Regions from separate parts of the Rattus norvegicus genome. Here region 1 is linked to region 2. A link is a contact called in public Hi-C data. All regions are on one chromosome and are shown on one strand. Each heading gives the region's core, a stretch centred on a gene start, on an enhancer-like site or on the middle of the called end of the contact. The rest is flanking DNA. Distances are from core to core; before and after follow the strand shown. Region 1 overlaps Map3k5 (mitogen-activated protein kinase kinase kinase 5). Region 2 holds the start of Map3k5 (mitogen-activated protein kinase kinase kinase 5).

What was found. A called contact is a pair of places that touch in the nucleus more often than the background predicts.
Region 1: a contact with region 2 is called in a Hi-C map of kidney, with 2.8 times the contacts expected there. The contact joins the enhancer-like site here to the promoter of Map3k5 in region 2. A contact is called at or near these places in 8 of 12 Hi-C or Micro-C datasets (the Rat2 cell line, Schwann cells, frontal cortex and 5 more).

What each region holds. Positions count from the first base shown.
Region 1 is chr1:16,706,092-16,709,665 of GRCr8, reverse strand. Map3k5 (mitogen-activated protein kinase kinase kinase 5) reads right to left here. Exons shown (of 29, transcript NM_001277694.1): 23 at 1,921-2,106. Among named protein-coding and RNA genes, the nearest start is that of Map7, 44 kb to the left of the region's middle. Within about 2 kb of position 1,630, at least 13 of the 93 cell types and tissues checked have an H3K27ac peak or open chromatin away from gene starts, as enhancers often do. A contact at or near this core is called in kidney, where this site is marked.
Region 2 is chr1:16,504,140-16,507,291 of GRCr8, reverse strand. It overlaps Map3k5 (mitogen-activated protein kinase kinase kinase 5), which reads right to left and starts at 1,328. Exons shown (of 29, transcript NM_001277694.1): 1 at 860-1,328. The coding sequence starts at 1,328. LOC102547411 (a long non-coding RNA gene) reads right to left here. Exons shown (of 4, transcript XR_005497305.2): 4 at 1,914-3,152.

The DNA of each region.
Region 1 (3,574 bases), core at 381-2,880, 200 kb before region 2:
ACATGCCCTCATATTGTTGTGTGGAGGCCCTTATCATCCATCCTTAGGACTGGGACTTGGGACTCACTCAGATCTAAGTTCTTACCCAACAGTCCTGCACGCCTGACCTGCTTCCTTCCCTGTGGACTGCGCCTCAGCAACCTCCCCAACGTCAGAGGAGGAACTGTTCGGCTGTTTTGAAAGACCATCCTGTTTGACTTAGCACTGACATTCTTAGGCTTCGTCCACAGTTACGACCCGTGTCAGAATTTCTTTTTTAAAGATTGAACAGCACTCCCTTAACACCTGGACTGAGTCATCTACCTCCCGGTTCACAATGGCTGGGCTGTGGGTAGAGAACCAGGTGGAAGATGGGAAGTGGTGGGTGAGCTGCAAACTCGTGCCAAGAGTCAGAACAGCCGCCGCTCAGTCTTTCCCTTGGTCCAGACTCATCCACACCACCCAGCTTAGGGGAGGGCCAGTCTGAGGACGTTCTCATAGTAGCTGCTCCCAAGGAAACGAACTACTTCTTGGGCTTCACTTGCTCCGGGAAATTCTTTCAGACGGAGTTTGCAGTACCTCCATTTCTTAAATCGATCGGCCTGCTTATGCGTCTAACCGGTCTACCTCTTAGGAAACTGGAGTATTTCAAGTGTGAGTCCTTTTTACCCACGACGTGCCTACACAGCCTCTCATTATACAGAGCCTTGCTCAATGCCTCATTGCACAGCACATTACTCAATGAGAGCACTGGACAGGCAAGGAGGAGAGCAGGGGTGAGTGAGTTTCATGTCCGAGTCTGACCTGGGCTCCAGGCCCAGGATTACAGCTAAATAGCTCTCATTCTGAACTCTCCGGCCAATTCGCTTCCAAACCTCTTGCCCAGAAGCCAATGTGTGGGCAAGCACAGATCAGCTACATCGTTCACTCTGTGGCAGATGGCTGGGTTTCCACACTTGCAGTGTAAGCAGGAGGCCTTAGCATTTGATGTTAGTGACAGGTGCGCTACCAGCTGCTTGGATCCTCTGTGACCGCAGTCCAGTCAGGAATCTAGTCCTGTCCCTGCCCATGGTACAGCAGAAAGACCAAGCAGTTTCCACTCAGAACACCAGTGCCTGATGAAGGATGGAGATTTGGTTTGGAATGGAGGATGCTTCTTATTTCAAATACAAATGTCAAGAAACCATCTAACACAGGAGTAATACATTACTACGGATTAACTTCTAAATTTTAAATAAAACCACACAGTGTGGTTTCATTATTCACATAACAGGTGCCCTCAAGATACTTTCCCCCTGCCTCCCGTACCTCGTAAGGGTGTCTGAGAGTGGCTCACGAGGGTCTACAGAGAAGCCTCACTCAGGAATAAGAGGAAAGGTTTTAAACCAGACTGGCAGAACACCCTCTAGCTTGTGCTGCATAAGACTGTCAGCTATCTCTCATCGGAAGATGATTAATTTCCACTCACCGACTGTCTGTTCTCTGAACTATAATTCTGGTGGGAAAACAGTGGATACTTATGAAATGAATCTGTTAAGAAAGTTCTCTATGGAAAGCAGAGGAAAGCCTTGGGGGCGGAGAGGAGAGATCACCAGTCATCAACAGTGAGCATTCCCAGGTGTAACCATGCATTTCTCTCAGCGGCCAGGAGATGGCGCTTCCTGTACAGCATTGTAAAACATGACTTAAGTTCAGAGGCCAGAGAGTAACCCACCACATAACCCTGAAGAGAAACCCAGCCTCGGGAATGTCTGTAAGTCTTGCTGTTTCCCTTGGTGGCAGCTGTGTGTCTCTCTTGCCTTTGAGGGAACTCATTCAATGCCTCACATCTATCATCTGAAGAGAAGGCAGTTTATCGAGTAAATGAAAGGGAACAGAATTTAAATTGTGACCCGTTTCTGCAGCGGAGTTTGTGGGGGAAACCACGGCACATGCACTTACCGCATCCTGGAAGCCAAAGAGGACCACCTGCACCTGGCTGATGCCATGGCTGTCGAAGTCCAGCTCCAGCTTGAGCCTGGACAGTGTAGTGGCTATGATTTTCCGGTCAGTGGACCTCACAAACTCTCTGAGGCTTGAGATGAGAGTTGTGATGTGTTCCCACTTGAGTTTAGGCTCTTCAGGACCCTGAAAACAGAACCCACAAGGCCTCAGTCACTCCACACGCCGCTCGAGCTGCCGTGCTCACAGTCTTTCCTCAGAAGACCTGAGCTCCACAAGACCCCCTGCTCAGGACAAGGAGCCTGTTTGGAGCTCTAAGGCTCCCGACAGTAGCCATCACTGCTGCCAGAAGTAACCAGCCTTCGGAGAAATAGCTATGCCCACGCTGGCGGGCTAGTAGCCAGGCAAAGGCCCAAACGGGGTTAGGCTGAGGTGATGAGAATTCTGCTCTCAGAAATTTTAATTGGACACTAACGTGAGACAGAGGCACCGAGCCACGGAATGTTAATGTCAGAGTCAGACGGCCGAAAGGTCACGACCCAGGTCAGGGAAGCACCCAAGGACACGGTGGAGGGGCGAGGGCGTGTATAGATACAGGGGAGTAGAGAATGACAATGGGTAGGGAGAAGAGGAGATAGAACAACACAGAACCAGCAACAGCCAAACAAAAGCAAGGAGGGAAGGAACAACTGGAGCTTTATGTCTCCTGGATTCACACACCAAGGTTCCTCTCTGCCAGGCTCAGCCGGGTACCAATGGGCTACCTCTCTCCTGGCTGTGTGTATCTATCAAAAGGTGTGCCTGGTCCATCCACTGCCTTTAAGTCAATTCCTTGTCACAGAAGGGGCCAGCTTGGACACCACCGCTGGAACCCCGCCTTAACAACAATGGGTAATCAGTTATTAAAAAAAAAAAAAACAAGGAAACTTTTACATATTTAAATAGACCTCTTTCAAAATGATTTATTTTATTTTATTATTTTATTGTGAGTAAGACACAGTGAGCCGGGAGAGAAAACGTAATTTAAAGATGCTGTTTATCCTCATTTAACTTCAAGAACCACAAGAATTTTTATTAAGCTCCTTTCTATTTCCTATTGCATTTTCTTACTGTATTATTAAAATTATGTTTCTCCACCGGGCCAATAAAATTCCCATCATCCGAATTCCGTGAAAATTTTCAAAAAGTACCCTTACCTTCTTTCTCTACATAAATTCTTGATTTGGGAGCTTGGTCCCATGTTTTAGGTTCTCCTGAGAAAAGTCTAAACTGAAAGGCCTGAAGGCCGTCATTAAAGAAACATTTTAAAATTGCGAGGAGAACAATTACCCGCTTTGTTTTTTTCTCACCGCAAACTAAATGACAGCCAGAGGGACGATTCACAGGCAACTTTGTAACAACAGGAAAACATCAGGAGAGAAACCCCAAGTTATTCTACAGGCTAGGAGGGCAAACATTTGTTTTTGACATCAGGTTTGTTTTCAAAACAGCAGCCGCAGCAGCAGCGACATGTTGCCTATGGTTTATGGATGTGTGTGTTGCTGTCCTCTACAAGAACAGACTCTACCCTGGGGAATGCTTCCTGTCCAGACTATCTCATCCCCTTGGCCATCACTACTCTGTCCTAACTCCAGGCCCTCTGTGCTATGTCATT
Region 2 (3,152 bases), core at 79-2,578:
ACATTTGCTAACAGACAGCTAATTGGTTCAGTCATTAGGACTCTCTAACAGTTTTGAAATCTGAAATGGACTAAATGGGGAGCCATCCCTCCCCATGTGGATTACTTTAGCAATCACTTTAATGGCCAACCGAATCGGTCATTAAAATTGCATAGGAACTCTTTAAATGATGTTAAACTATAAACTCTTCCACCCACCACAGTATCTGAGGTAATAAAAAAAAAACTGGTTCTTTTGGCAAGACTCTAACAAAGATCACACACATTTGGTGTGTTTTCACAGTACTTTTACTCTAACATGTAGTTATTTGACAGTTTAAAGTGGTAACGAGGACGGGAAACTGAAGCCACCAAAACTCCAAGGTGAAATGAGTTGGGGAAGGTCACGCTACGCTTTGAAAGCTCAAAGGAAACCCTGCCGCATGCTGGCGTTTCTGTACTCCCAAGACTGCACGGCGAACAGAACATCACCTCAGAGGGCCACAGGTGTGTGCAAAAGGAAACCCTAACTATACACTCACTAACTGAAGAGAAGTGACTGAAGAAGTTATTCGCAATGGGGGGGGGGGGGGTGTTTGAGCCTTGCACTTAGACTCAGGGGCTTCACTGCCGGATAGCGAATAAATCAGCGGACCTCCTGCCCAAATACAGCCTCTTGCACCAGCACACCCTCTGCTAGGAGCAGCCGGCCTGAACAGTCCTGCAACCCCTCTCGCCGCTCCCAAGGTGGGGCGTGATGTAAATAGGAAGCTTGCTTCCCGCCCACGAAAAACAAAACAAAACAAAATATTCTCCCAGCCCCACCCCCACGAAGACAGCCAGGGGAAACCCGGTGGGCACCGCAAGGAGCTGCCACTCACCAGCGTTGTAAAAACGGTCCAGCACGGTGGTTTCCCCAAAGTCCAGCTTCCCGAAATGCAGGGTCTCCAGGGTGGCGCCCACCGCCTCGCACGCCTCCCGCAGGCTCTGCAGGGCCTCGCTCTCCGCCACCACCAGCTGCCCCTGGCTCGCCTCGTTGATCACATACGCCACGGTGGTACGCCGGCCGCCCCCGCTGCCAGAGTTGCCCCGGCCTCGGGTGGCGCTGCTCCCGGGGGCGGTGGTAGGGCAGCTGGTGCCAGGAGCCGCCGCGCTCTCCACGTTCCAGAAACTGCCCGGCGGTGGTGGCGGCGGCGGCATAAGCAAGGGCTGCAGGCTCGGCTCGCCCTCCGCCGCCGTCGCCGCTCCTCCTCCCCTCCGGCAGCTGCCGCCCTCCGGGATGGGGCAGAAACCCGCGGACAAAATGGGCGGCACGGAGAAAGTGATGCCCTCGCCGGCTTCGGTGCCCATCTCTACCTGCCGAGCTGCCACGGCGGCGACCCCGGGGTCTCCAGTCCTGACGCACCGTCTGGCCAGCCACAGCTCCGGGCTGCTCCGAGCGCGCCGGGCTAGGCAGCTGCCATCGCGCGCCGCGCCTTCGCCGCCCCGCCGCCGCCTCCGCTCGGGCGCCCGGTCCCCCGGGGCCACGCCGCTGCCCGGCGGCGGCTCGCCCCTCCTCGGCGCCTCCGTGGCCACGCCGCTCGCCCGCTGCAGGGTGGAGAGTCCACGGGGTGGGGACGCCGGCCGCGGCGAGCGGGAAGGGATAGAGCTTCCTCCTCTTGGCGGGCGGACCAGTCGGCGGCCAACCTGCGCAGCCCGGCGGCTCAAGGGCGCCGCGCTGGGGGAGCCGCAAGCTGTCGCTTGCCGAGCGCCGGCCGGGCGAGGGCGCCCTCTGGGTGCTGCGCTACCTGGAGAACACCTTACGCGCGGTGGGCGGGCTGCCCCGGGGCCGCGTCCCGGAACCGCGGTGGCCGCTCCCGAAAGGACCCGCCTCTCAGCTCCGCCGCAGCTCCCTTGCACCGACTCGGTCTCCTCCTTCCTTCCCTTCCTCTTTCACCGGCTCGCCGCGCCCTCCGAGTCCCAGCGACTGTCTCGCAGCCGCCCGTCCTCTCGGCTACCCGCCTCTGGCCGCCCACTCGTTGCTGCACGGAGAGCCAGGGCCCGCCCCTGGGGAGGGAGCTGCTGGGAAGCTGCAGCCTGGACCGAACCCACTGCTCCGGGACCTCAGAGAACCGGGAAAGAAGGCTGAAGCTCCGCGCGCGCCCCGCTGCGGGACGGCGCGAAAGAAGCGTCTCTAACCCGCACGGTCTGGGTCAGCCCGCCAGGCGTTTGCAGCGCTGGGCTCAGCCACGGCGCCTCGCCCGCACGGGTCGGCTGGTGGGCAGCGCGCACTCGGACCGCGCGTGGCGCTGGAAGCCCCGTGGCTACACGCGTGCCGAGAAGCGGGAGGATCCAACAATCGTCCTACAGCCCAGGCCTTAAGTGGAAAGTGGTTTATAAGTGACAGGGGCGCTAAATTTAGAAGTGGTTGGCTAAATTTATCGTGGCAGCCGCTGGTACTTTTCATTGTAAAATTTCCAGTTGCTTACGCTGTTGTCGTTAATGAGTAATTGATTGGCTCCAGGGTGCTGAATGATTTAATATTCTCATATAGCATCCTAAAGACACCCCTCCCGCAAAATGCCACATACCCAAGATAGGAAATACATGGGGAAATTATCATCCAAAGTTGAGACAGTGAAGTCGATCTATTTCATTTTTAAAAACTGAACCACACACAGAAGAAACGGGTGGGTTGTTTGAATGTAAAGAAAAAGGCTCGCGCTTATTTTGGAAGCAAAACCAGATGTGCGAATTCCCAGAGAACTCTGTCGGAATGCTGCAGGTCGTTTTAGGAAAACCAAAGCAAGCTGCACTACGTAAAGGATTTGGATTGCCTAACTTGAGGTTAGTAAGACATAAAAGAGGCAAAATGCAAATTGATGTCAAGCTCCCCCAACGCCTTACTTAACACAGCATTAAGTAAGGGGAATCTGGAGGGAAGGGACACAGTCAGACCAGAGCAATGCCTAATTCTTAAATTTGTTACAGCATTTTATTGATAGTTTCCAAATTATAACGTCCTTTTTTAATAACTTTATTGTACTCCCAAGCAAACTGGAAGCCTGGGAGACTCGTCTGTCCCTCCAATACCTTTAAAACCGTCACCAAGTCCATTTTCTAGTGAATGGCATGGTAACATCCGGACATCACCAGGCTGTTTTACGTGTGCTTCTTAAATTTCCCTGTTTAGAT